7 separate regions of the Mus musculus genome follow, and regions 1, 2, 4, 5, 6 and 7 are each linked to region 3. A link is a contact called in public HiCAR-type, HiChIP or PLAC-seq and promoter capture Hi-C data. All regions are on one chromosome and are shown on one strand. The core of a region is the stretch at or near the end of the contact, and the rest is flanking DNA. Distances in the headings are between cores, read along the strand shown. Region 1 holds the start of Tph1 (tryptophan hydroxylase 1). Region 2 holds the start of Ldha (lactate dehydrogenase A). Region 3 holds the start of Nomo1 (nodal modulator 1). Region 4 holds the start of Uevld (UEV and lactate/malate dehyrogenase domains). Region 5 holds the start of Ruvbl2 (RuvB-like protein 2). Region 6 holds the start of Tsg101 (tumor susceptibility gene 101). Region 7 holds the start of Sergef (secretion regulating guanine nucleotide exchange factor).

Evidence for each region. Promoter capture Hi-C pulls out the DNA fragments that hold promoters and counts their contacts. HiCAR-type assays count read pairs that join an accessible place to other places. HiChIP or PLAC-seq counts read pairs in DNA pulled down with a chosen protein or histone mark.
Region 1: an H3K4me3 HiChIP or PLAC-seq map of embryonic forebrain shows a contact between it and region 3, with 5 times the contacts expected there. The contact joins the promoter of Tph1 here to the promoter of Nomo1 in region 3. A contact is called at or near these places in 1 of 39 promoter capture datasets (neural stem cells) and 2 of 115 datasets of contacts at active chromatin or transcription factors (embryonic forebrain and embryonic stem cells).
Region 2: a promoter capture Hi-C map of liver shows a contact between it and region 3, with 2.8 times the contacts expected there. The contact joins the promoter of Ldha here to the promoter of Nomo1 in region 3. A contact is called at or near these places in 4 of 39 promoter capture datasets (HPC-7-derived erythroid cells, embryonic stem cells and liver), 2 of 484 Hi-C or Micro-C datasets (embryonic stem cells and liver), 3 of 115 datasets of contacts at active chromatin or transcription factors (bone marrow-derived macrophages, large pre-B cells and pancreatic cancer cells) and 1 of 9 other capture datasets (liver).
Region 4: an H3K4me3 HiChIP or PLAC-seq map of bone marrow-derived macrophages shows a contact between it and region 3, with 4 times the contacts expected there. The contact joins the promoter of Uevld here to the promoter of Nomo1 in region 3. A contact is called at or near these places in 2 of 39 promoter capture datasets (liver and pre-B cells), 1 of 115 datasets of contacts at active chromatin or transcription factors (bone marrow-derived macrophages) and 1 of 9 other capture datasets (liver).
Region 5: a promoter capture Hi-C map of pre-B cells shows a contact between it and region 3, with 2.2 times the contacts expected there. The contact joins the promoter of Ruvbl2 here to the promoter of Nomo1 in region 3. A contact is called at or near these places in 1 of 39 promoter capture datasets (pre-B cells), 1 of 484 Hi-C or Micro-C datasets (CD8 T cells) and 1 of 115 datasets of contacts at active chromatin or transcription factors (large pre-B cells).
Region 6: a contact with region 3 is called in a HiCAR-type map of fibro-adipogenic progenitors, with 7 times the contacts expected there. The contact joins the promoter of Tsg101 here to the promoter of Nomo1 in region 3. A contact is called at or near these places in 1 of 39 promoter capture datasets (cranial neural crest) and 3 of 115 datasets of contacts at active chromatin or transcription factors (fibro-adipogenic progenitors, pro-B cells and stem cell-derived neural progenitor cells).
Region 7: a HiCAR-type map of astrocytes shows a contact between it and region 3, with 3 times the contacts expected there. The contact joins the promoter of Sergef here to the promoter of Nomo1 in region 3. A contact is called at or near these places in 2 of 39 promoter capture datasets (the 3T3-L1 cell line and maxillary cranial neural crest), 1 of 115 datasets of contacts at active chromatin or transcription factors (astrocytes) and 3 of 9 other capture datasets (adipose tissue, embryonic stem cells and liver).

The regions. Positions count from the first base shown.
Region 1 is chr7:46,665,084-46,669,252 of GRCm38.p6, forward strand. It overlaps Tph1 (tryptophan hydroxylase 1), which reads right to left and starts at 2,294. Exons shown (of 11, transcript NM_001136084.2): 1 at 2,180-2,294; 2 at 93-225. The coding sequence starts at 218.
Region 2 is chr7:46,844,082-46,848,206 of GRCm38.p6, forward strand. Ldha (lactate dehydrogenase A) reads left to right here and starts at 1,723. Exons shown (of 8, transcript NM_010699.2): 1 at 1,723-1,836; 2 at 3,515-3,664. The coding sequence starts at 3,539.
Region 3 is chr7:46,031,430-46,035,046 of GRCm38.p6, forward strand. It overlaps Nomo1 (nodal modulator 1), which reads left to right and starts at 2,267. Exons shown (of 31, transcript NM_153057.4): 1 at 2,267-2,543. The coding sequence starts at 2,403.
Region 4 is chr7:46,956,424-46,960,372 of GRCm38.p6, forward strand. Uevld (UEV and lactate/malate dehyrogenase domains) reads right to left here and starts at 2,095. Exons shown (of 12, transcript NM_001040695.1): 1 at 1,968-2,095. The coding sequence starts at 2,009. Gm39012 (a long non-coding RNA gene) reads left to right here and starts at 1,460. Exons shown (of 2, transcript XR_882075.3): 1 at 1,460-1,840.
Region 5 is chr7:45,432,823-45,436,695 of GRCm38.p6, forward strand. It overlaps Ruvbl2 (RuvB-like protein 2), which reads right to left and starts at 1,642. Exons shown (of 15, transcript NM_011304.3): 1 at 1,430-1,642. The coding sequence starts at 1,441. It overlaps Gys1 (glycogen synthase 1, muscle), which reads left to right and starts at 2,017. Exons shown (of 16, transcript NM_030678.3): 1 at 2,017-2,348; 2 at 3,710-3,873. The coding sequence starts at 2,231.
Region 6 is chr7:46,917,654-46,921,592 of GRCm38.p6, forward strand. Tsg101 (tumor susceptibility gene 101) reads right to left here and starts at 2,316. Exons shown (of 10, transcript NM_021884.4): 1 at 2,168-2,316. The coding sequence starts at 2,209.
Region 7 is chr7:46,637,521-46,641,572 of GRCm38.p6, forward strand. Sergef (secretion regulating guanine nucleotide exchange factor) reads right to left here and starts at 2,287. Exons shown (of 11, transcript NM_013789.2): 1 at 2,193-2,287. The coding sequence starts at 2,252.

The DNA of each region.
Region 1 (4,169 bases), core at 1,044-3,543, 630 kb after region 3:
GCCGTCTCTGAGGAACTGGACTGACAGTACCTTACATTTTAAATAGAACTTCAGAGACCCATTTTTAGATGGACTTTGTGGGAAATCCATACCTGGAAGATTTTCAGCACTTTTATGAGTCCTCCGACTTCATTCTCCAAGGAGAAGATGAGAGTCACTCTCCCTCTTTCGGAGGAATGGTCTTTGTTCTCTTTGTTCTCCTTGTTGTCTTCAATCATGGTGAATCTGAAGTGTGAAAGTTCAGATAAATGAGTGCTAAGCACAGAACTGGCCAGCAGGGGGCAGAAGCGGTGACTCCATCCACCTCCCGCTCCCATTCCTCTATCTGCAAAACCCACGTGTTAGACAGGCTTTTCCAGATGGAAGTGGGACAGAAGGTGAGACACTGCCTAGCATAGCCCCCAGAATGGCAAGAGAACCTCGTGTGTCTCTGCACTTCCCTTTCCTGTCCAGTCTGAACTTCACCCCCGAACTGAGATCTCACTGCCCATCAAATTCGGGTCATGAGTAGCTTCCCCACGTGCTTCACACACATCTTATACCCTAAGACGCTGTAAAGCCCCTTCAGAAAGGGGCCAGGCTTTTGTTTTCTTTGTAACTCAACTACAGCATACAGCTCTAAGGTGAGGCCATACGCTTCCTCTGGATCTTTGATGATGCACATCTTTCTGCTGTACTAAACACTTTCAGACTGGCCTAAAATCGGGTCCTTGTGCTGACAGCCACATTCCCACAACACCAGCAATGCTGCCTGTGGATCTGCCTAACCTTGGGGCATTCCTTCAACAACCCCATGATTTTCTCTGCTATTTCTCTCCCCCTTTAGCCTTCTATTTCCTCTTTGAGCCCCTTTCTAGCCAGGTAAGAAAAGGGTCACCCTTAAATGGAGAGGTTTACCCTCAAAGGCAGGGGTCACCCTCAAAGGCAGGAGATCACCCTCAAAGGCAGAAGATCACCCTGAAAGGTTAAGGAGTCACCCTCAAAAAAGAAGGAGTCACCCTCAAAGGAGGGGCAGGATCCTCACCTGAATAAAGATGTGGCAGTGTGCAGGATCCAGCACAGGAAATAAGACCGGCCAAGAAGAAGGCCATCTGTTTAGCAGCCTTGGCAGGGCATAGTGAAGGGTACGTGCACACCACCAACTCTTTCCTTAGCTTCATCACCAGTAAGAGAAGCTTCGAGGTCTCGTCTGGGAAGCACGGTGAGGTGTTTGAAAGTGGTGGGGGCAGAGTTTGAAGGTAGGATTGAAAGGTACAGTGAATGGTTTGGGAAGAATCCCCGGGGATAGTGGTTTTCTTTTCTAAATGGGATGTGGGAATGAAGTGGAGGTGAACTGTAAGCAGAAAGGCTTAAGCCCAAGGGAGACAAAGGAACCCTCCAGAAGTGCCAGGCAGAGGCTGCCTCCCTCCAAATGATCAGAAAGATCAAGGGCAGCAGCTACAACACATGGACATATGAACTCCAGTGACTGAGTCTGTGACCCTGGAACACTCGGTTAGGATCCCACCCTTGAGCCGGCCAGTGGTGGCATGTGTTTTTAATCCCAGCACTCAGGAGTCAGAGGCAGGTTGATCTCTGTGAGTTCGAGGCAGGCCTGGTCTACAGAGTGACGGCCAGTCTTCCATGGAGAAACCCTACCTTATAAAGGAAAAAGAATCCCACCCTTGCCATCCCACAGGCACAAGCTTCTGGGGCCTTGACCTCCACCTCCATTCCAAGACGGCTAGGGTGGACCATCAACCAAGTTCACTTAAAACCTCTGAAAATCAGATCATTACATTTAATCGGGGTTACTTTTACCTGGACTGTTAACTAGCCCTGAATCTCAAGGACCTATGCCTCTGTCAATTGTGACCTGGGATAGAGCTGCAGAGTGCAGATGTGGTGCTGAGAGAAAGGTCTAGCATCGAAGATTCCCTTCCTTTGATGGCGCTTAAGGGAAGGTTACCGTTATAGAGGAAGAAGAAAAGAGATATTACCCCTTGGATGGAAAAGAAAGAAGATTAATATGTTCTTGCTGGCAAGAAGTCACAGAGACACAGGGTTCCCAATAAAGCCGAAATCCAACGTGGGACAGAGTCTGCTCCTGGCACACAGGAGGTCCTCAAGAATAGGGTCTGCTATCCCCCAAGAAGCTCTAAAGGAACGAAGAGCAGAGCCCTGAGGGGTAGGACTTCACCTGGTTCCTACTAGAAGTTGATCCCGTCCTTGCTGGGAGTCTTCTGATCCGATGTCCCAGGGAGGGGCTATCCCACTCACCCACTCACCTCAGAGCCACTGGAGTTTAAAGAGTCACTTGAGGATGGGAGCTGACGCCTCTTATAGGAGAAGCGCATCGTCAGAACGGCCAATGGGCGCCGGGCGCACGGTTGAGGATATAGCAGTGCGGGAGGAGGGCGAGGAGGGGGCGGGAACAGCGCGGGTGTGGGCGGGAGCAGCTTGCCCTGACCTCTTAGTCGCTGTCTGCTGTCTGCTCTGCAACCCAGGCGCCGGTCTCATTCACAGCTATTCTCGTAGAGTTTTAATTAAGTTAATGTTGACGCATCCTCAGCCACAAAAAGTCTGAGTAAGATTAAACAATCCGTTTAGAACTTCCCTCCAAACCACCATCACACCTGCTATTGACACAATGACCTCCCGCGGGGCTTGGACCCAGTCTCTGGGATTAGAAACCAAAGCAGGACTTCCCCAGTCTCCAGCCTATCCCTGAGTTTCTGGGTTATCCTCCTGAGGCTGCCTCATCTTTCTCCTAGTGCAGAGCCTTATCCTTTAGGCAGAAGAACTACTGGACGTTTTAGAAGAGCTCACTACTCTTGTGATTAAAAAAGAAAAAGAAATGTACGATGCACGCAGATAACGATGCTGTGCCTGCTGAAATATCACTTTCCCTGCTATACGAACTCGGCTCAGAAGCCAAATAGCATTTATCTGTTGACGATCCGTTATTAGACGCTCTACTAAAGGACCAAAGCATGGTCCCTCTGTATCCTGGGGGACTAGTCTTAGGACACTTCTAGATGCCAGAGTCTGGGGGATGCTCCGGGCTGTTATAAAGAATGTATCATAGCATGCATATATCCTGTAGGCTTCATCTTTAGATTATTTGTCATACCCAATGCAATCTAACTGCTATGTACATATATATAAAATAGTGCTGCCTTGACTTAACAAGGAAAAAACTGCACAAGCAACCAATGCTGGCCTAGAACTCAACAATGCTCCTCTCTCTGCCTCTCCCTCTCCAGTGCTGAGATTCCAAGATAAGCCATCTGGTATGGCCGAACATCCGCTTTTCTGAGGTGTACATTTCTGAGTCTTGACAAGTTGATCCACTTGTCAAGTACGTAACCACTAAACACCAAACGATCAAATACAGGATATTCCCACCCTCCAAAGGTATTTGCTTGTCTCAGTCTTCTCCCCGACGGCCCCTGATTCCCAGGGACAGCCGCTGACCTGATTCTCTTTCTGTTATTTCACCTTTCCTGGAATGAGGGACATGGATGCTTCAGAGGCTGTGGGACTTTTGTGCCAGGCACACATCACAGTGCTTTTGAACTTCAGGTTTGCACAGGTTGTCAGTCCCTTGGCTGAATGTGCATGTATTGCAGGGTGCTATGTGAAGGTTCAGTCGGGGTCTTGCTTGCTCTGTAGCCCAGGCTGGCCTTGAACTCACACACAACCTCCCTGCCCACCCTTCCAATTTGAGATTATTGGCACCAACTTGTCCGATCTCAAATTGCAGGATGCCCATGATTTCAAACCCCCTTATAGTTTTTCCTTTTATCTTTAGAATAATTCGATGGATTTAAAAAATTGTGCTTGCATTATAGATCAGCAAACTGGGGCCCATAGCAAACAGCTCTACAGCCTCCTCCTGCATGGGTTAGTGAGAAGAAGACAGCAAAAGCATTCTGATTTGAGGTCCTGTGTTCTTGCTCAATACCATGAAAACAGAGGCCAGAGTGACTTGGGACCAAGCTGAAGTCAAGGCTGCCATTCCCAAGCTGGGTATCTACAAAGACATGAACTGCCCCACTTAAAAAAAAGAGATGAAGCCAATCCGTTTAATGAGCATTTGATGGAAAAGCTGATGTTGGGCCATGTTAGTGGGCTGAGAAAAGCTAGAAATGTCCCTGAGCCTCTCTGACCAGGCCTGTGAGCATATA
Region 2 (4,125 bases), core at 473-2,972, 810 kb after region 3:
ACAAATGCTGCTGAGAGGAAGGAGGCCTATCTGTGTTCTGCATGGGGTCCAGAGTCCTACTCCTTACCTGTGAGGGGGTCCCTGAAGGGTGCACAGGCCACAGTATAGGGTGATGAAAAGAGGGAGTTTCCATTCTGTGGGTATATGGGTCTAAGGGAAGGGAAGAAACAGTATCCCTTCCCAGAATCCTTCTGGGGTCAAAGGAGCTTGTGTGCACATGAGGTTTCCACACGTGTGTTTTCCGCACAAAGCAATTTCCTAGCAGATGAACCTGGCCTGGGCATCTGATAACCCAGTTTACATTCTGCTTAGAGCACTGTATTCCACAGGTTAATAGTTCAGTCCCATGGGACTGCCCCCAATCTAAGACCATAAGCACAAGTAGTTACTACATCTCCACCTGTGCTTCCCCCTCACCACTCTACACTGAGGTATCCACAAGGCTCTCCTCTTCCTCTTGCTTGCTACTTGCTCTGGTGTCTCTTAGAACTCACCTTCACTTTTTTCTTTTAAAAAGTTAAATTTCATTTCTCTTGTTCTGACTTTTTTAAAAAAATAATTTTAACTATATATAGGGGGAGAGAGACTCTATGAAGGTCAAGAGGGTATTGGAACCTCTGGATCTGGAGTTACAAGCTTTTGTGATATTAATGGCAGAGCCATCTCTCCAGGTCCAACTGTTTGACTTTTTAATTTTTTTAAATTTGCGCTCTGCTGAGGGACTCAGGCCTTGGTGTATGCAAGACAAGTGTCCCTGTCCTGGCCACACTCCTAGCCTGTTGTTTGTTATAAAAGAGATCACAAGGGATACAGACAAGCGAAAATAAGGGGGGGCTGTGAGCTTCATTCCCTCTCACATGATCCCTGCATATCCAGCACCCTGCAACCAGCTTGTTCAAATCTTGCTCAAGACTGTAATAGACCTTAATCTGCAGTGAACACATCCCTTCCGGGGAGATGGGTGAGCAGGGTTGAAAGTCACAGTTCTTCCCATCACTAAGGAAATCAAAGCAGTTGCAAACTCCATTTCACATCCTATCAGTGGTGGAGTACCTTAAGATTCACATACGGTTGATCGGGAGCTGGGAGAGGAACAGGAACTGGCCTCACAGCTTAATGAGACCTCTAGAAAGACGTTTAAAGGCAGAGGGGGTGTGTGAAAACAAGCAAGGGCCCTGATACTCCTTGGTAAGGCTAAACACAAATGCCTGCGGGATGGCATGGGAGAGGGCAGATATGGATGTAAGCTGGCAAGCCATCAGAAGCTGAGCCGCACCCCCCTCCCCCCATGGTTTGGGAGATGGAAGTGGGGCAGGAGAAAGGCCCATCTGATAGGCTGCTATGGCGGATAGACCGGCACGGTGCTGGCATGTGCTTTCACACAATATTTACTGAAGGCCTGTTGCTTGCCAGGAGTTGTTCCCGGCGCCGGGAACAGCAATGAAGAAAGTGACCAGGGTTTTTTCTGAGTCTCACAAGTTTTCCGGTGAAGGAGGCGGAGGATCGATGCATTTCGGGCTCCTGCTTCTGAGGCTGAGGAGCATGTCGGGTTGGCCTTTCTTTGGGGTGTCGCAGCACACGTGGAGCCACTCTTGCAGGGACATCGTGCTGCGCGCGCCGCCCCGGTCTCGGTGGCGCCTAGCCCGGCTGGACGCCCGCCCCCGGCCCAGCCTACACGTGGGTTCCCGCACGTCCGCTGGGCTCCCACTCTGACGTCAGCGCGGAGCTTCCATTTAAGGCCCCGCCCGCGTGCTGCTCTGCGTGCTGGAGCCACTGTCGCCGAGCTCGGGCCACGCTGCTTCTCCTCGCCAGTCGCCCCCCCATCGTGCACTAGCGGTACGGTTGGGCCCCACGCTGCCGGCACAGGGGGTCCCTATCCGGGGTGGAGGTGCAGGGTGTTCAGATTTGGGCACGCGTGGGCTACTGTGCTTTGGGGAACTGAGCAGGCGGCCCCACCCAGCCTGGGGCGGCGAGACCCGTGTAAAGAGGACTAAGGGGTGGCTGGCCTGAAGGTTGGGAGCCACCGAACGGGGGCGAGGGAGCGGTGCGAAACTTGAGCTCCCGTAACTCGAGCCCATGGGGGCCGAAAAAGCCTTGGCACGTCCGGGGCGGGTGCTTCGGAGCAGCCGTGCGGTTTGCATTTTCCTTTGCGTGGGCTCGGTGGAGTGGTTGTTTCCTGCAGATTATAGGGCGCTCTTGCCCTAAACGCATTTTGTTAAGAGGCTCGCTCCTGGTGTGACTGGGGATCGTGCTAAGCGCGCTGCGTGCGGAGAGGAAGCGGGAAGAGTCGCAGTCCTTCCTCTGCACCCTAGACGGAAGGAGGAAACCTGTAGCTGAGAGGCCTGCGACACCCATCGGGTCGTAGGTGGGAAGTAGAGGCACCCTGTCCTAATAGAGCACAGACTTGAGGTTTGCGTGAAGTAGATTCTCTGAGGGAAGAGCCCCACGCCCTGCCCCCAGTCAGCAGAGACCTCACAAGGCTGTCTAGAAATAGCAGCGGTTGTAAGGAGACCGGATTCCTGCTTGATGGCCCTAGGCTGCTTGCCCAGAGATCTTGTCCAGTCCTTTTGCACTTTGGAACGATTTCAAAAATAGACATGGTGCTTGCTGGGAAAGGTGGCCATCGCGGGGGTGGGAGTGGGCTCCAGGCCTCAGGCCCTCCGCAATTGTATCCCCATTTTGGAACTGAAGAAATTTCCCTTAGCGGCCACATCCTGGGTAATGAGGCCCCGCCCTGGTGGGTGAAGGCCCTAATCCTGTTAGTGGCATTTGAGATCTCACTCTGGCACCAGGCTAAGGTGGCTGCCAGCTCCACTTCACCGCGCTTGTGCTTTGGGCTCTAGTAAGGGCCAAACTTTGACGCCGAACTGCCTGCCAGAGGTCTCATCCATGGCCAGCAGTCGCTAGACCTATATATATGACACCTGATTCTGAAATTGCGCACGCGCACTGCCTTCCCCCGCCTGCCAGTCTTCTGGATCTGGGCTGGTCATACAACTTGGGTTCTTGCGGGGGTGGGGGGGTTAGGAAGGAAGCTTGCGCGTGCGCAGGCTTAAGCACGTTGCTATGCCTTGGGGTCGCACCTTGTGGCCGTTATTGGCGCCCTCTGCTCTTGATTTTTGGTACTTCCTGGAGCAACTTGGCGCTCTACTTGCTGTAGGGCTCTGGGTGATGGGAGAAGAGCGGGAGGGCAGCTTTCTAACCATATAAGAGGAGATACCATCCCCTTTTGGGGTTCATCAAGATGAGTAAGTCCTCAGGCGGCTACACGTACACGGAGACCTCGGTATTATTTTTCCATTTCAAGGTGAGAGCCTTCCTGGTGAGAGCCAGACCACACCCTGGCGCTGGCTATTCTTGGTTTTCCACTTCTGTTCTTTGTCACATTGTCACTTAATGGAAAAGGAGTCCAAAGGTAGCAAAGTCAGCGTTTTTTTTTTTTTTTTTTTAAATACAGGGACTTGGTGAGTATACCTTGGGCAGGTTACAATGACACACGGTGTATACCCCTTAGGTCTCAAAAGATTCAAAGTCCAAGATGGCAACCCTCAAGGACCAGCTGATTGTGAATCTTCTTAAGGAAGAGCAGGCTCCCCAGAACAAGATTACAGTTGTTGGGGTTGGTGCTGTTGGCATGGCTTGTGCCATCAGTATCTTAATGAAGGTAAGTGGAGATCCTTCATGGCCCAAGCCTATGGGTGGGGTGTGGGGGAGAGGACATCCCTACATTGTCACATTGTATGTAAAACTATCAAGGTTTGCACACACTCAGTCATCTGTGAAACATTTTGCAACATAATGATACACAAGAAAGGGATTATCCAAAGTAACTGACAGCCGGGCGCCTTTAATCCTCGCACTTGCGAGGCAGAGGCAGGTGGATTTCTGAGTTCGAGGCCAGCCTGGTCTACAAAGTGAGTTCCAGGACAGCCAGGGCTGTCTCCAAAAATAAAATAAAATAAAATAAAATAAACCACCAAAGTAACAGCGTCAAAGTATATACCTTTTCTTCTACTTTCTCAGTTACATGAACCTAGGGCCTCCAACATGCTAGGTAACCATTGACCTATATACCCAAATCTAAAGTGATTTTTGAATTGGAATTTATATGTGCATATTGATTAA
Region 3 (3,617 bases), core at 1,017-3,516:
CGAGTTTGTACTCCTTCCAAGGTAGGGAAGAAAAACTGCCCCAGACAGACCAACCCAGGTGCTCTGCTCCAGTGAGGGAGGAATGCAGACCTCTGCCCTGTCCAAACCCTGCCACTTCTCTGGTCTTGCCCCCACCTTTTCCCACAGCCTCTCTTTGGCAGGGCCCAGGCGGGATGGGTTCTCCAGCTTGGCTTGCCCCACCTTTTGGGGTTGCCTGTGCCCGCAGTATGATGCACAGTGTTCTTTCAGCCGGCTTCTTCTGAGCTTTCAGCAGGAGAGGGCTCTCGAAGAACTCGCAACTGCGTCTGCAAGCTGTGTGCGGCAAGCCTGCTGTCAGTGAAACTTCACATCCTCTCTGTTTATTTGGGTCCGTTTTGGTGGGAGGTGGAGGTGGTGGTGAGGACAGAGAAGCCATGGCCCTTCTTCCTGTGAGTGTCACTCCCCCCTCCCCCCCCCCCCCCGCCCCTGGCACTGATTGCTCTAACCTGCAGCAGCTTTATTTCCTGGCATAAAAAATTATTTATTCAAGTGTATGAATTCATTTGAGAGAATGAATTCAAAGGCAATTAAACTGGATGAATTTCAGGCTTAAGAGAGAAAAAAAACCTCAAAGTGTTTCTATACAAGTTAGAGTTGGGATCAAAATAAAACGTAAATATCTTTTTTAAAAAAAGATTCATTTATTTATTATATGTAAGTACACTGTAGCTGTTTTCAGACATCCAGAACAGGGCATCAGATCTCATTACAGATGACTGTGAGCCACCATGTCGCTGCTGGGATTTGAACTCAGGACCTTCGGAAGAGCAGTCAGTGCTCTTAACCGCTGAGCCGCCTCTCCAGCCCCATAAATATCTTTTTAAATATAATTATGAACTTAGTTAATATGTTTTGCAGAAGAAAACATCATTTAGCCAGGTAGGTGGTATATGCTTTTAATCCCCAGCACTCAGGAGGCAGAGGCAGGGGGATGTAAGTGAGTTTGAGGCCTACCAGGGCTACCTAGTGAGATGAAGTCTCAAAGCCAAGTACAGCATCATTTGTAATGGAAAACCATGTCAACAGAAATACATCATTGGTAATAAAGAAGCCAGATGCACAGATTTCTTTATGTGCACATGTGTGGGTGTGTCAACACAAAACCAGAGCTCTCATCTTAAGGGGAATAATAGATAGTTTATTCTGGAGCCATTTTGAGCCATGGCCCAGGAACACAGATTCCAGATTACCTCAAATTCTATCGTCCATCATGGAAGCAGTGTGAGGTGTCAAACCTGGGACACACCGCTGAGGTGCCTATTTAACATATTAAAGCGGACCTGGCCCCCAGGTTCTATCAGCAACACTCAGCTCCTAACTCTTACAGGGCCACCATGGCTGACATCCCCCATCCCCTGCCCTGAACTCTCCAGGGCTACACCTCTGTGCCTCCTGGCTGCTGCACTTGGTTCCCCTCTCTCCACTCTCCCTTCCCCTCCCTGTCTCTTCTCATGGCTCAGGGTCACGTTCACTCTGGACTCTCCCAGATGTTCCCGCCTCTGGCTGTGCTCTCCCAGATGTCTATAATAAACCTTCTGCCCCAGCACATCCATCAGAGGACGCCTGGAGTATCACTGTCAGGTAGGAAGGTGACCCACATCCTCGGAGACTGAGCTTCTTACTGTTCTCCCCTTAGACTAGACAGTGAGCCCCGGGGGTCCTCCAGTCTCCACCTCCCCAGTGCTGAGGTTGCTGGTGTTAGCATGGTTCTGGGGGTCAAACTCAGATCCTTATCATTGTGAGACACTTTACTGACTGCCGTCAACCCAAGACACCCCCCAACCCCCCACCCTTACTCTCTGGTTACCCTAGTACTCTCTATGTAACCCAAGCAGGGCTAAAGTTGCCCAGGTTGGTTTTGAATGTGCCCTGTGGTTCAGGCAAGCCTTAGACTTGTTTGGCTAAAACAAAATTTTAATATACAGTCAAGCACTGGTAAGAGATGGCGTCGTGGGAAAAAGAACTAAATAACACATTTCTAAAGGGCTTTTTGAAATTACATCTGGCGTGAAATATGTGAGTCAAAAAGACTTGGGCTTTGTTGAATACATTAATCAACAAAAAAGCTCTTAGCCGTGACGATGACTCTGAAGTGGAAGCCTGTCTGGGCTGTTCCTTCCAGAGGCTGCGCAGAGTCCTCCAGGACGCCAGAGGCGCAAGCGGCCATCATTCCGGGCGGATCGCGTGTCGCGTCGGTCTTTCTTGGGGGCGTGGGCGCAGGGCCGCGGCGCGCCTGCGCAGAGCAGCTCCGGGGCGGGTCCTGGGCTTGTCAGCCCAGCGAGGAGAAGGAAGGAGCCGGCTGCGTGCGGTGTGAGGGGCGGGACCGGGCGGGTTGCGGAGGGTAGGCACGCGGAGGCCGGGCCATGCGTGCGGGCCGGTGTGCCGCGGCGCTGCTGCTGCTGCTACTGAGCGGCGCGGGGCGCGCGATCGGCTCCGAGGACATCGTGGTAGGCTGCGGGGGTTTCGTGAAGTCGGACGTGGAGATCAACTACTCGCTCATCGAGGTGAGCCCCGGCCGCGCGTAGCCGGGTGGGCTGGATGACCCTTGGCCAGGCTCTCGGCTGCTCTGCACTCTTCCTCAGCCGCGCCGAGGAGCGGGAAGGCCGAGAGGGTCTGCCCGACCCCGGCTCCCCCATACCAGGACCTCCGAAACTCTAATCTGCCCAACCCATATTGCAGAACTTGGAAACCACACGTGTCACTCTCCGTACTAAAGACCCCAAGGCTCGGACTTACCGCTCCTCCATCCTCCCTGGGATGAATTTAAAGATGATCGATTCCCATTGCTAAGTCCTGACATGGAACAGTGTAACAACCTCTGGGGCTGCGAAGCTGCCCTACCTTCCCCACCTCTCCTTTTTAAAGTTGCCAGCCACCTTGCATAGTTGCTGGAATTACACTAGAGATTTGTGGAGTTATTTTTGACTGAGTCGAAAGTTAATGTGAAGTGGTTATCAACCCGGTGGGATTCTGACCCAGAAAGCCTGTGAGAAGAGGGGGTGGGGTAGAAGTAGACACAGGGGATTGGAGAGAGAGCTAGGCTAGGTTTTCCCAGGAGGGCTGGTAGTGCTGCCAGAGAAAGGAGGGAGATGGGAAGAGGTAAAGACTGGTGCCCAAGGAGGAGAAATGTGGAGGTGCCAAAGAGAAGGGCACCCGAGAGCCCTTTGAGCTGACCCAGTGGGGCCGGGGGGAAAAGGTGAGAAGCCGTTCCCACCCTGAATTCCTGTGGGCGTAGCCTTTCTTCAAACTACCTTTCTTCTAGGTGGGGTTAGAGGTGGTGTAAGATTTCCCGACGCGGAGAATCAACTGTCATCTTCCAGGCTTTCTCTGTAGAGTCCCTCTACCTCGTTGGTTGATTTATAATTGATTTTCCAATTTTTTGAGACACAGTATGGCCTTAGATTTACAATATACCCAAGGCTGGCTTTGAACTCTGGACACTCTTGCCTCTGTTTCCCACAGTGCTGGATTACAGGAGTATGTCCTGGTTCCATGTCACCAGGGGCCGTGCCACCTACTGGCTTTGTAGCATTGGGCATCTCAGAAGCTGCCCTGGAAGGCTTTTCAGCTTGAGCTTT
Region 4 (3,949 bases), core at 845-3,344, 920 kb after region 3:
ACTTTCCCTTGTCCGCCTCCAGCTGGTATCTTAGATTTTACAGGGGAAAGAAATACAAGCAAGAGTTTGCTACAAGCTGGTGAACTGCCTCTCCCTGTCTTTCTTTGTGGCCTTGTGGGCGCCATCATGTAACTTCTCTCAACTTATTTTCTTACCTACAAAGAAAAATCCTACCCACTCCCGAGGCTCACCATGAGGATTAATTGAGAGGAGGCAGTTTATCAACATCATGGAAATCGAATAAAACTACTTGGAAATCAGTTCAGAAAGGTACAGAAGGGATATTGAAAACCTACCACTGTTGGAAGAAATAAAATGGAAAGGTTTTTTTTTTGTTGTTGTTGTTTGTTTTGTTTTTTCGGTTTTTCAAGACAGGTTCCTCTGTGTAGCCCTGGCTGTCCTAGAATTCACTTCGTAGACCAGACTGGCCTCGAACTCACAGAGATTTGCCTGCCTCCGCCTCCCAAGTGCTGGGATTGAAGACCTGGCTTGGAAAACTGTTTTAAGTGGGAAAGTATCCTGTGTTTGTGGATCTAAGATCGTCATGATCATCACATTTCCCGAAAGGTTTGGCGTAATCCCTTAGTGAAACTTCAGCTGTTACAAAAGTCTGAAAACTGGGCTGGAGATGTATCTAAACGATAAAGCAGTTGCTTAGGATATCCAGAAGGCCTGGTTTTGGTCTGCAGCACACACATACCTCACCATTAAACACCAATTGATATGGACACTCGTGAGACTTAGAACAGCCACAATAACCTTGGAAATGAACAAAAAAGTTTGGCGAAATCGCAGCATAATCAAGATACAAACCATAATCAAAATGAGACAACAGTAAGTGCTGGCGAGGACGTGGGGAACTCAGAACTCCCCCGTACCTATCTGCACTGCTGTGGACTGGAACACAGTCTCAGCTTCACAGGGCAGCTGTACTGATGAATGCCTTTGATCCCAAGCCCTTGCTAGGCAGAGGCAGGAGAATCTTGGTGAGTTTGAGGCCAGCCTGGTCTAGATTTTTTTTTTGTATTTTGTCTCATTATGTAGCCCTGGCTGTCCAGAACTTTACTATGTAGAGCAGGCTGGCCTCAACTCACAGAGAGCTACCTGTTTCTGCCTCCTGAGTGCCTGGATTAAAGCCGTGTGCCACCACACCAGGCTTCTTTTTCTCTTTTTTCTTTTTGCAAATGAGAAGTCTTACAACCAACTCAATCAACCTACACCTGTAACTGTAAGCTAAACCATCAGAATCAACTACATACACGATTTCAACTTTAGGAGCTCTTAAAACTCTTACAAGTGTAAAAACTGTCCCGACAAAGAGACACCCCCTACGTCCAAGAATATCAGCACAGAATCATGTTTCAGGGCTCTTCCAGGGCAATCTGAACGGCCAGGATCACTAAACAAGGTAACCTCTGAACTAGACAGCCCTAGTATGCTCGAGGGCGGGAGTCAGGAATGCTGAGCATACAGCCTGGGGGTGGGGTGGGTAGAGACTTGAGGGTGGAAGAAACCTCCATCCACCTTTCCACAGTAAAGCCCTGTCCAGGCCTGCACTCGCGTCTGCGGGGTTCTCGTTGTGAGTACCTACAATGTGACCACAGTGCTAGATGAGAGGACTACAGAGACAAGAGTACAGTGTACAGTCACAAACGCTCCAGGAGGAAGCACGGCGGAGAATGGCTTCCACAAGGTGATAACCCGGATTTCTCAAAGCAGGTAGAGACACTAGCAGGGAGTGACTCATTCAAGGGGGGCGAGGCACCGCCTGCCTGTGACCCCAGCACCGGGAGGCTGAAGCAGGAGGATTGCCGCGACTTCCAGGCCAGCCTGGGAAAGAGTATGTATGGGTGTGTCAAAACGACAAAACAATCTTGGAAAAAAGGACATGGGGTGGGGGGAATGGGCTGGGGCGACGCGCAGTGACGAGAATGCTAGGTCCCGTCCGCCCCCCGACCTGCCTGCACCTTGCCTAGCAGCCGTCTCACGCCCTCACAGTCGAACTCCATGGTCAGCAGGGGCGCGTTCTTCGGCCGCAGTCACTGGGCTTGTTTCAAAACACGCTGGGAACGGAGGCCGCACGGGCCCAAACTTCCGCAGAGGACGGTCCCCGCCTTCTGCAGTAGGCGGAGCTCGGGTAGGATGCATCCAGACGCCGCGCCCCGTCAGTCAGGTATCGACTAGACCCGGAGACCAGATCTCAGAGCCCCGCCCCGTCCCACCCCGCCCTTTCCAGTCCGAGGACTCCCGCGGGTTCTGCATCTACCTTTACCCTAAACTAGAGACTGACAGCCGCCCAGGGCTCCGGGGACTGGAGCGCCCTGCGAGGTGGAAAAATACCGCCCGCTTGCTGGGGGTGGGTGGGGTGGGGGTGGGAATTTAGCTAGGAAGAACCAAAGAACGAACAGATGCAAGCGACATGCGAGTTTCCTGGGAGACTAGAATTCAGCACAAAATTGGGGGGTGGGGGAGAATTATCAAAGTCAAAAAGTGTAGCCGAATTTTAATGTTCAAAATCAAGGTTTTGCCGGGTGATGGTGACGCACGATTTTAAATCCCAGCATTCAGGAGACAGGGTCAGGCTGGTCTCTGCCAACCTGGTCTACAAAGTGAGTTCCAGGACAGCCAGGGCTACACAGAGTGAGAACCACCTATAACTCCAGTTGAATAGCTTCTCACACCCTCTTCTGGGCGCTGCGTGTTCGTGGTGAGCTACTTCTGCACTGTACTTGCAGGCAAAACACCCGTACACATAAAGTAAAAACAAATTTCAAAAATAATATTGTCACGACTAACCAAAAACCAACTGCACAGAAATAAGACTCTTTTTCCTGACAAGTGTCACTAACAAGATTATTAAAATGGCTAGTAAGCTATGCTTAGAATCAAAACACATCAGTCTTGACCTACACATAGCAAAATGGCTTTTATTCTTTTGATCCATGTCTATATGGTCTTCATAAATCACCTTATAATATTACTTACCTTAGAAGAATTCTATGAAGAAATAAGTATACCACCACATTGAAAAAGCAATCTTATAGCTCATTCTCCTTAAGCCACATAATATTTTAAGTGTGCCTTGTATTTCTGCTTAATGAACTATCTTTTTCATTCTAATATCTCCTCAAAGTCTTTGTGCAGTAGCAGTCAAGATCCCTGCTGCAGCTGAGGTGAGACCCCCTGAGTTGAGGTTCCTCCAGCTTTATAGCTAGCAAAATCCATCTTTGTCTCTGGCATAGAACACTCACAATAACTTGTTAGAAGTGCAGACTCCTGGGGCTAGAGAGATGGCTCAGTAGTTATGCCAACTGTAACCCTGGCTCCAGGGGTATAGGGCATCTCTGGGCTTCCAGGGCACCTGCACTCATGTGCACGCGCGCGCGCGCGCACACACACACACACACACACATACACACACACACACATACACATGCATGTGCACACACATGAACACACATAGACACACATTTAATTGCAAAATGTTAAATGCAGGCAGGTAGACAGATGGTTTAGCTGTTAAGGGCAGTTGCTGTTCTTGAACAGGAACAAGGTTCAATTCCCACATAGCAGCTCAAGGCTATGTATAACTCTAATTTTAGGGGATCTGATGCCCTTGTGCCCTCCCTCTCCTACCCTTTTCTGACACCAGGCACTCTTTTTTTTTTTTTTAAAGATTTATTTATTTATTGTATGTGAGTACACTGTTGCTATCTTCAGACACACCAGAAGAAGGCATCAGATCCCATTACTGATGGTTGTGAGCCACCATGTAGTTGCTGGGAATTGAACTCAGGACCTCTGGAAGAGCAGTCAGTGCTCTTAACGGCTGAGCCATCTCTCCAGTCCCCAACACTAGGCACTCTTATGGTGCACATACAGGCAGCTCACACACATAAAATAAAGATGAGTAAATAAACAAGAGAATTTTGAAGAACTTATTTGTTGA
Region 5 (3,873 bases), core at 392-2,891, 600 kb before region 3:
ACCATTTACTGCCTGTCTCTTGCTGTGGGAGCCTTCACCTTCCTCTTTTTGTAGGAGATTGTGTGGACTGCAGGAGCATGAGACCCCCAAACTACTGTCACACACAGGCAAGCAAAGGCAGGCCCTTCCTCACCATGGTAACAGCAACAGACGCCACTGACCTCCCTACAACTTGCCTGGGCCCAACCCCAGAATCAAGGACACCACAAGGCCACAAGATTTCTTCACTGGGAAGTCTGAGGAGCTAGTGCCAGGCCCAATATGCCCGGTCTCACTTCCTGGGCTTTATTCGCTCACTGTAACATTCAACTAACTGTGCGATGGCACAGACACGTGCCCTAGGTGAGGTTCTGAAAAATACAGTCTCTGGACAAGACCCCATGCTCTGAACCCAGACTCTATTTCTCTTCCTCACTGTCACACTCCTGGCTTCGGACACACTTTCCTGTGACCTGTGCTCTCAAGCACACAACACAACTTCCCACTTACTAATCTTCCCCAGAAGACCAGGGTACCAGTCTCAGACCTCGCAGGACACTGGGATGAGACTTTGGAACTGGTCACTGACTACATCAAGAGGCAGACGAAGTTTCCAGAACGCATTGTGGGATGAACCACGACTCTGTCACTCCAGGCTCTGGCTAGTCACTCATTCACAGAGAAATCTGAGTGTCTACATGACTCTTCCATCAGACCCAGGATTCTTTCTGTTGTTGTTTCTCTGTGTAACCCTTGGCTGTCCTGGAACTGGCTCTGTAGACCAGGCTATCCTCAGACTCACAGAGATCCACCTGCCTCTGCCTCCCAAGTGCAGGCTTTCACTACCATGCCTGACATCTAGGATTCTGAATACATTGTTGCCTTCTCTACTAGCTTCTAAAGCCACAATGAAGCTCCTTCCTCAGTGGTCAATACACTTCCTCCACATCCAGGAGTCCAGGTCCAGCCCTCTTCTATTAGGCCCAGGCACCCTCCCTAGCCCTCCTCCTCCTCCAAACCAGGCCTCATCCACTGTGATCGTCCCTCCGATCTAGGGATTCAGGCTCTAGCCTGCCTACCTCAAACACAAAGGTGCACACACCAGCCTGCTTCCCTCAGACCCTGGTATCCTCTCCTCCCAACACTTCCCACAGATCCATGTGTCCTCCCAAGCCCTCCTTGGCGACTTCCTCAGCCCCCTTCCGTCAGATTCATGCATTCTCCTCTGCTCTCTTCCTTTAGACACATGCATTCTCCTCTGTATCCATTGCTCAGACTCGGTGTCCTCAGCATCCTCCCTCTGACTCGGGAGTACTCCCCAGACCTCCTCCGTCAAACCAGGCATCTTCCTTATCACTCCTCCCTCAGATACAAGAGTCCTCTCCAGCTCCCTCCTTCAGACTCTCTAAGAAGGGTCATTGTCGGTCCTCCACATGCACCCAACACTTACCACGGTTGCCATGATGCACACCAACCGCCAATGCCTCAGCGGAAACGGAAATCGGCTAGGAGCGCGGTCTTTATCCTCTCTAGGCTCCCGGTCATCCAGTCATCTCTATGGCCCATAAGATATATAAAATTCCTGTAGGGGGCGTACACTAGGCCGCGCCCAGCCCGCGAGGCTAAATTGGAAAGCCGGTGTTCTGAATCCCGGGTGGGTTCCTGACGTCTCTTGCTCCTCCTCCTCTTACCTAGCCTCCTCCCCCCTCCTTCCCCCCCGCCCTGCAACTGCTAAGTCCGATTGCAAAATTCTGAGCACATTTTGTAGCAACCACACGTCCTCCACGATCCCTTCCCTCTCTGTCCAACCTTCCTCACCAAATTGGGCCTACAGCTGAGATTGACAGCTCTGTTCACCAATCACTTCCATGCTGCGTAGAAACAAGCCCCGCCCCCGCAGCTCCCCAGGAGCCTCTGGCCAAGGAAACTGGATTCTATCCGCCAATAAGTAGACGCAATAGCCCCCGCCCCCCAGCCGCCGACCAATCGTGCTAGACCAGCAGGGTGGGCAGTGCCTCCTGGCGGCCACGAGGCTTCACTGCAGCTGCCCGCCCGATTCAGTGTCTCAGCTCACCCTACCTGAGTCGGAGCGCTCTGGGGCGGGGGTGCGGTCGTGCAATAGGAAGCGGAGCGCCTTGCAAGCTTCCCCTGGGACACCCGCTAACTCTACCGGTCACCAAGTCTGCTGCGTTCCCAGCCGATCTCTCTGGTTTCCAGTTTTGGTGCTCGAAGTCCCCTGCCCGCAGTAGCCATGCCTCTCAGCCGCAGTCTCTCTGTGTCCTCGCTTCCAGGATTGGAAGACTGGGAGGATGAATTCGACCCCGAGAACGCAGTGCTTTTCGAGGTGGCCTGGGAGGTGGCCAACAAGGGTGAGAACGTCAGCGTTGGTCCCTTGACCAAGAAGGGCAGGCGAGGATGGGGCCCCGAAACTCCGTTTCAGACGGGAAAAGAGTTACGTGGAGGAGTCTTGGGTCCTGGGAAAAGCGCCTGTGACTTCTGTGTCCTTGTGAAGGGGCTGGAGTAGGCGTCCTAGGCCCTGGGGGGAAGGGACAAGAGACTACTCTTAAGATGGAAGGAGGCTTCAGGTTCTGCAATCTAGGGAAGAGGGCACTCAGAGAAAGATTCCTGGGTCTTGAAGGGAGGTTTTCGAGGGCCGAGAGACCTGAGATCTAAAAGTGGAAGGAGTTAGTGCATCTAAGCCCAAGGAACACTGGAGCTTTTGGGTCTGTGGTCCAGAGGACGTGACTGTGGAGTTGGGGTGTTCCTAAAGGTTGGGATTCATGGATTTTTCAGGGGGCATAGCGGACCTGAACCAGTGTAAAGCCAAGAGGGGCTTGGAGACTCAAATTCTTAGATACAAGGTGGGAAAGAGTTGGGAACTTGAATGTCGAGTTTGAAGGAGCCCAGGGCCTAAGTCCTGGCTTCCTATGTAGTGAGGTGCCTCCCTCCCTGTGGACTGGGAAAGCTGGAAGTCCTAAGTTGGTCAGGAGCTGGGCCCTAGGATGGGAGGAACCCACCCACAGTATGTATGGGAGATCACTAGCTTCTCGCTCATGAGAAGGCTGGGCTGGGAATCCCAGCAGCTGGGCCTTGTGGATCTGAACATTTCCTTTTCTGGATCCTGGGGAGAAAGAGACTAGGTCTCTCAGCATGTTGGGAGATGGCAGACTCAATGCTGTGTACTACCAGGGTACCAGTTTCAGGTGAGAAGGCTGAGGACCCAGATTCCTAAATCTGAGGTGGGGTCACAGGAGGAGCAGGGCCCAGCAGTCCCTGTGTCCCAGCCCAGGGCTAGCATCGTTAGGGGCCCTGAAGGTGTGGAATAATAAGTCAAGCTTCCCTCAGGTAACTGGGTAGCTGGATAGGGCCATGTACCATTTTTCCCACTGCATCTGAAAGTCAAGAGCTTTAGAGCCTTCCTGCTCCTAATTCTCTAAGAATTAGGAGACTAAAGAGTGCTTCCTGTGTCATGACCAGGAGTCTAACTGGAGCCTGCTCCTCCCTCAGCATCCTGATTTCAGTCCCCTCTCTCCATAAACTCAAGAGGGCTATCCTCAGGTTTGCTTTTCCACGACCCCTACCCTCCAGTCCCAACCTCCCCTGATTCCCAATTATAGGTTCCTGCCCATTTTCTACCCCAATACTACCCACATACATCCCATTACCTGCCAGGTCTCAAAGCTATGGACCAATGGTGGGGTTGTCTGTCCTTTTGCACTTTGGCCCACAGTGGGTGGCATCTACACTGTGCTGCAGACGAAGGCGAAGGTGACAGGGGATGAATGGGGTGACAACTACTATCTGGTGGGACCATACACGGAGCAGGGTGTGAGGACGCAGGTAGAGCTCCTGGAGCCCCCAACTCCGGAACTGAAGAGGACTTTGGATTCCATG
Region 6 (3,939 bases), core at 1,066-3,565, 890 kb after region 3:
TGACAGAATCTCACTGTGTAGCCTTGGCCAGCCTGGACCTCAATATGCAGACCTGGCCGGCCTGAAAACTCACAGAGATCCGTTATTAAAGATGTGTGCCACTATATCTGGCTCCATACACATAACTGAAAAAACAAAAACTTAATTGTTTCTTAGCACAATCCAATCAAATTCCAAAATCCTTACACTGGCCTACAAGGCCCTTCAAAATCTCTCACATCACTAAAGCTCAATGTCAAACAGCACTACTTCCTGTAGCTCAGTCAGTCTCGCTACCAGCCTTTTGCTGGTGAACTTCTGCTTCAAGCCTCTGCGCTTGTTTTTCCTTCTTCCTAGAACTGTCCTTACCCCAGACTGTTCCAGAGCTCATTTCCTTCTATGCTCAGGTTTCTGGTCAAATAGACTTCTCACAAAGCCCTCCCCTTACCATGCAAAAGAAAGCCACAGCCTCAGCACTGTCACTGCCACCACCATCTCTTCTCGCTTTACTTTCCAAAGCTGTTGTCAACTTCCCAATGCTATTGCCATGACTTTGATAGTGGCTTCCACGTAATCAAGCTCAGAAGTACAGGTTTTAGTCTGGTTGATCCCACTGTCAGATCCCTACAATTTATGGAACAATAGCAGCTTGTGTTTTGGAGACAGGGTCTCACTATGAAGACCAAGCTGGCCTCAAACTCAAGAGATATACCTCCCTTTGCCTCCCAACCCATAAACATGTATGGCACCAGTTCAAACTCAATAACAACTTTTATTATGACCACTTTCTCCTCCCCAGTTAGTAGTGACTCATCTTCTATTGTAAAACATTGTATGTAAAAAACAGGTTACTGGTATGAACAAAGTAGAGAGTTATTTGCATAAAGAACGATAGACTAACTGTAGAAATATACTTAATTGGTAAAAATCACAACCAAAAATGGTGCTAAAAAAGTCTGCTTAGGATGGGAGATAAGATGATGTTCAAAGGAGAAAAATGATCTGAAGCGAGGTTAAAACACCAAAACTGTCTGTCTCTCTCTCTGGGTGAGCCAGAATGTCTTGATAAGGACAGAGATCCCCAATCAGATGAAGTTAATGGGCTACATCTTCTAAAAGCTTAATTGAGGCTTTGAAAAACAAATGATTTGAAGGTAAAACAGTACTATATCGACCTTTACCGGGACCTCGTACATTCCCCCAGACCCCTGTGTCATTACAGATAACTACAGGGAAAAAAAAAAAAAAAAAAAGGAAGCCTAAAAGATTAAATGGTTAGACAACCAAGAGACAAGAGGTTTGGTCTTCAAGGACTCAGGGAAATGACTTTACTAAAAAAGATCTAGTTTTACAAAGAATAAAAAAAGAAGAAAAAAAGAAAAGAAAAATTTTATGTTTTGAAATGCGGTCTCACTGTGTATCCCTGGCTGGTCTGGAACTCACAATCTGTCCTGATCTGTCGTCAACTGCCTACAGAGCGCTGGAATTAAAGGCCTGTGCCACCACGCCCAGCGTATTCGTGTTTCCTTGTAAACTAGAAACTTCTTAACCCCACGATCTCTATTATTGCTCTGATAAGAGCATCAAAGTCAACTTCAATGACTAAAGGAGTTAGGGCTCAACTACGTTACATAAATTTCATTCCAATTAAATTTGGTAAATTACAAAAAGCAAGGCATTCTGGAGTCCGATGCGCAGTATTAAGTACTAAGTAGCTAATGTGCAAAATATCCAAAAGGCCTTTTAAAAAGTGAGAGGAAAAAAAAAAAACCCACAACCAGTCAAGCAGTAAGAATTTTTAAGTTCAACTCAAAGTAAACAAGCAAACAACTGCGTTAATCACAGTTAATGCAAACAATGGAATGCAACTGCAGAGTTCTCTGGAGCGGGGAAGGGCTGCCAAGCTCGATTTTCTGGCTGCTCTACTTCAGCGAACCAATTGCACCAAGAGTTCCCGAGCTCCGGTGGGATGTGCCGGGTTGGGCCGGGGAGAGGCGCGCGGGGACTGGTTCTGAGCAGGGCCGGGCTCCGGCCGGCGGGGACCGTCAGCAGCGCCGGGCAGACAGCAGCGGCCGCGCCAGGCACGACCCCGCTTTTGTTTATGGAGGCGAAGGCGGGAAGGGCCGCTCCGCAGAGGGAAGGCGGCCTAGCCCAGCCCGCGGGGCCGCCCCGTAGGGCGCGGGCTCACCTTGGACATCATCTTCTTCAGCTGACTCTCGGACACCGCCATGGCGCGCTCCTCCGTCCCCACAGGCAGAGGGTAGGCGCCACGGGGCCGCCCCAGGCCGCCAGACAATCGCCGCCGCCGCCGCCCCGCCCCTGCGAAGCAGGAAGCCGGCACGTTGTGCTTCCGCTTCCCGCGCGTCACTTCCGGGGCCGCTGGTCTGCGGTGCGAAGTCGGGCGAGAGATCAGGTCCGGTCCACGGGTGCCCGTGGTGCGGTTGTTTGCAAGCCTTTCGCGGTCCCGAAGTCCCGGCCCTCTCGCGAGCCTTGCCACCCGCTGCGGCTCGGAAGGTCCTGGGCTCGCGTCGCTCACAGAACTAGCTCGTGGACACTCTAGACACTTTTAGGTGACTGCGCCCGAGGCACCTCTGATTATCACATCCGTTTTTGTTACTGCAGTTTAAACGCTCGAAAGCCCTTCATGTCAAGTTCGCAAGGGCAAAGGAGATTTTTTTTCCCCCGTTAGGAAGCTATGCGGTAATTTTCTCCTCTGGATACTTTCCCCTAACAATTCCAGTGTGCCCACATAAAGATTAGACAGGCCGCAGTCTGCCTTGCTTGAGGGCAGGCTTCTTTTCAGATTATAAAGAATTTACCCCTTCAAACTTCTGAGTTTGAAGCCTCTCCAGTGTTAATCCCAAAAAGGCAAGGAGCAAGATCATGGACCCAAATCATCATAGCCAAATTAATTAAAGCAAGCAATTAATTAAAACCTTTTAATTTGTGTACAGGAAGTCAGCTTTGGACATAGGCTAGAAAATTGGTCTTATAGCTCAGGGGTAGGGAGTTTCCAAATGGGTGATTTGGCAGGTACATAGGCGGGTTACAGGAACAGAACAAAATGGCCATAACACATCTTGTGAAACAAAGACGTGGTTGCAAGGGGGTCTTAACAAGGTACTCATGACAAAGTGACCATGACAGGTGGTTATAAGGACAGGTGGTCATAATAACCTTTTGAAACAAAGGCATTGGGTGCCGTATAGAAACATTTGAAGATAAGGTTACAGGTGGGGCATAGCCCAAACCCTTGAGAAACAGATTTAATCATAAACAGGAACGATGCTGATGGCTTTCAAGCCTAAAAATGGAGACAGGCTGGCCTCATCACCAGCCCAATTTTCAGATCTTAATTGCCTTGTAGAATACAAGAGGTGATACTCAATCTCAATTGAGTTTCTATTTCCAATAAATGCTTGTTAGAGGGGCTGAAGGGATAGCTCAGCAGTAAAGAGTACTTGTTGCCCTTGCAGAGGGTTAGGGTTAGGTTCTCAGTTACAGGGACTCCTGATAGCCTCCATGGGCACCAGGAATGCAGATGGTACACACACATCCAGTGCAGGCAAAACACTCATGCTGGTAAAATAATCTTTAAAATAAAAAGCGACATATTAACCATCAATTCTTATTACTTTTTATTTTTTAAAAAAGATTTATTTATTATTATGTCTAAGTACACTGTAGCTGTCTTCAGACACTCCAGAAGAGGGCGTCAGATCTCATTACAGATGGTTGTGAGCCACCATGTGGTTGCTGGGATTTGAACTCAGGACCTTCGGAAGAGCAGTCGGAGCTTTTCCCCGCTGAGCCATCTCACCAGCCCTCTTAATACATTTTATAAATACAATCATCTAAAGTATAAAGCCTAGTATAGACAGCAGTGAAAGAGAATACATCTGGGTGATCTTAGTATATAATCAATTCCTTTCTAAATCCAAGGTCACGGACGGCCTAAGG
Region 7 (4,052 bases), core at 1,037-3,536, 610 kb after region 3:
TCATTCCTTGGCACTAGAGTGCATTGCTGGCTTGACTGAGCTACCTCCTCTCCTAGAAAGTCACCACCATGAAGGCAGGGACTTGGTCTTATAGCTATTCTCCTAACCCTGAAACTGCACTGGCTGGCGGACTGTGGATGTCAGACATAAATCTCTCCACCCTGGAATGCAACACTGTTTAAGTGCACTGTCAAATAACACTGTTACAAACAACACTGTTGCACAGAGTGAAGCAGAGAGTATATCCTGGGGTTTCTGTCTTCTCTAGCTACCCCATTACCAGGCTTTCAGGCTGCTGAACATCTAAGAGAGAAGCCAGGCTAGAGCAATCCGGGGTTCATGCTTTGTATCAACTTCTGTGGTGCAATAAGGGCCCTAAACCCAGGATAAAGCTAGGTAAAGAAAAATTTAATATACCCTATGACAACTGTGTATACCTTCCTTCTTTACAAAGGGTCCAGACACAGCGTGTGCATACACACACACACATACACACAAAACACAAAACCACTTGGAACAAGATGAATTGTGTTCCTTCAAAATGCCTATGTCAAAGCCCTAACCTCTGACATACCAGAATATGACTGTATTTGGAGACACACCTTTAAAAAGGTAATTAAAGTTAAATGATGAGACAGACCATAATCCAGTCTGTCTAGTCTCTTCCCAAGACACCAAGGATGCCCATGCACAAAGAAACAGCCACCTGAGGCCCCAGAGAAACCAAAAGTGCCCACACCTTAATCTCGGACTTGCAACTTCCAACACAGAGAAAATAAATGTCTATTGTCTAAGAACCCAGCCTGTGGTGTTTTGTCACGGCAGCGGCAGCGGCAGCGGAGGCCAACTAATACATGCTCCCTGATTACGCAGCAGGAGGAATACCCCAGCAGGCCTCCAAACACACTAGGTTCAGCCCTGGTTCTGTCTCTGTCCATTCAAGGCCACAGCTGAAAGGCTTTTCCTATCAGGTGTTTTTCCTCTGTCCAAAAAGACAGCAGTCTCCAGGCTGGAAAATGACAGCAACACATTCAGTTACTAACGCCCACCCCCACCCCACCCCCCAACCCCCACCTCCCACCCCCCCTGCCAAGCCTCGTTCAAGTGCTACTTCAAGGAGTTGAGCCAGCCAGCCAGGCCAAGCCATGCTCTCCTTTCTGACAGCCTTACACTCAACAAGTGAAAGGTATATAGATAAATTCTAATTTTGGCAAAAAACATAGCTGTTATGGCTTCCTCTATCACAAGAACTGGGAATAGCTATGTATTTCCCAAACATTAACAGATGGCTGTGCACACAAGTACTCATTCATTCGTTTCATTCGCTCGTTCATTCATTCATTCATTCATTCATTCTTTAGTCAACAAATATTTCCCTGGGGTCTACAAGATGCCAGGCACCAAGAGAGACAATGTGAACACCACTGGCTCAGTACTCGCTCTCAAGAACACCTCCGCTGTAGTCAAGGAGACTGCCGTTAACAAATCATGCATTCCATTACAATTTTGGTATTTAATACTAAGAACAGCAACACCCGACATATGCATGCTGTCACGCATGTCCCCCACACTCGTGGGTATAAAGCCTCCTCTCCAATCACACGGAAGGATGACCATAGGTCAGTCAAAGTGCAGTGTCAAACCTGCCCAGCCCAGACTTCCACACCCCCAGAAGAGAAAAGATTTGGTCACAGCCGAGTAACAGCAAATACGCAGGGTCTGTGCCTTGCGCGGCCATACTCCACAGGCCTCACATCCACAGGACGCTCCCCAGGGTGATGGCGCTGGAAAGAAGCCTTCCATCCTCCAAGCAAAAGGCAGGTTCGATGACACAGGTGGCCCCAGGAGCTCTGGGACCGAGATCTCTCTGCCAAGCCTCCACGCTGTCTTTCTAGGCAGTCTGGCGGCCGAGCGCTTTCCCAGAATGGATGCTTTGCTCTGGATGCAGGGTCCTCCCGAAGTGCTTCAGTCCCTCGGGTCCTCATCCCACAGCTAGCAGTAGGCCCCTCAGGCACTGCGGGGAGACCCTCCCTCCGCACCCTCTCCTCCTTGCTGCAACCCAGGATCCTCCAATCCAGGACCCTAGCTCGGGCCGCCGCCTCCCAGCTCCCTGCCACCCACGCAGACGCCGGGAGCTCCCGGGTCTCCTCGCCCCTTCGTCTCTGCCCTAGCCCGGGGGCGGAGCCACGTACCCAGGCGAAGAGCACAGCAGCGGCAGAGACAGTCTCGGAGGCGCAGGACTCCCGCGCCATGCACACGCTCAGCCGGCGCTTCCGGGAGGGCTGACGCGGGGCGGGGCCTCGGAGGCCAGGGGCAGGGCGAGTCCGGGAGCTGGGCGCGGTCAGCGGGATGGAGGCGGGGTAAAATTAGGGATTAGGAGGGGCTAATGGGACTGGAGCAAGACGTAGCTAGGTATGGTCCTGCCCTAGAGCGCCGGGACTCAACCAAAGCACTGTCAGCAGGCACCTCGCGGCCGCCAGGGAACACACCCGGAGGTGCCTTACTACACCCACACTCGTAATTCTGCACCATGTTCAGTAATCTGGAAAACTCGCCACCTGTCCCACGCTGCCCAGAGCAGATGACCTGACAGGGGTGCAACAGCACGGTGGGAAGGGACCTGAACTGAAGATGGCAAGAGTCCAGTCCTGAGTCTTCACGAAGCTACCTTGGCCCGCTTCGCTGTGCGTTTGGGAACCCGAGAGTCTTGGGGAGCCGTGTTAGCCTTCCACAGCGGAAACCCACTACTGGTGACACAACTGGGGCTGGCTATTGTCTGATGTGCCCCTGCGTTCTCCCTACTCTCCGCGGCCCCGCACCATCTGCCCTAATTCTAATCACGAGCATAGATAATTCTCATCCAAGATAGATTTTCATACAATACAGCTTTCTATCAACGTTGTCGTGATGTTGGTGAGAGTTTAGTAATACAGTGTACCAGTGCACACTGGGGGAAATGGAATTTGGAATCTGGAATCTGGAAGGAGGACAAAAAGATCATGTCCCATTTAAGGCGATGATCTGCATTCGTAGCTCTGGCCCCTGTACAGACAGGTCTCAAGGCCTCGCCTTCCTTTTCTTCCTAGACCCTCACATTGGAAAATGTGTCAGGGAAGCTTCTGTCTAGGTCTCACCTGTTCATGCTACTGACATGTTACTGTCTGCTGTGTCTTGTGAGGGAAGCCACCCTTGGTCTTTCCTCCTCCACACTGTGGTTTCTTGAAAAGTTTGGTGGTGGTGCTTAGAAAGATCCAGACAAGCCAGGCAAAGCTGCTCTTACTCCAGAAAGAGAAAATAGAAGCCGTGAGAGATTCCATGTGCTGTTCACCGGTTTGCTGTTGCCATTTTGATCACTTCTTTCCAGCCTGTTCTAATAGGAAGTCACAACAGGGTATAATAGAAAGGTGTCTTACCAGCAGTTCCGGAAGCAAGAAATGCCAGTAACTTGCACATTGCACGGTAAGGTGGACTTGTGCGGGTCTTGTGCATGCTGTCAACAGTCTCTGGTTTTACAGACAAAATCCCAGCACTGAAGAAGAGAAGTGGGCACAAAGGCCCCTCCCTGACGAAGAAGCTATTTGCAATCAATACTTCATGAGAAAGAGAAAACCAGTTGTCTCCAATGGGACGATTGGGCATATCAGTCACCCTCCTGGGTAGGTCCCATGCTCAGGAGTAGCTGACCAACATAAAACAGACTCCATGTTTCATGTGTGGTTTTGGTTGTCCTTGTTATGGTTTGGTGAGTGTGATGGTTTACATATGCTTGGCCCAGGGAGTGGCACTATTTGGAGGTGTGGCCTTGTTAGAGTAGGTGTGTCGCTGTGGACGTGGGCTTTAAGACCCTCCTCCTAGCTGCCTGGAAGTCAGTCTTCCACTAGCAGCCTTCAGATGAAGATGAAGAACTCTCAGCATCTCCTGCACCATGCCTGCCTAGGTGCTGCCCTGCTCCCACCTTGCTGATAATGGACTGAACCTCTGAACCTGTAAGCCAGCCCTGATTAAATGTTATGCTTATAAGAGTTGCCTTGGTCATGGTGCCTCTTCACAGC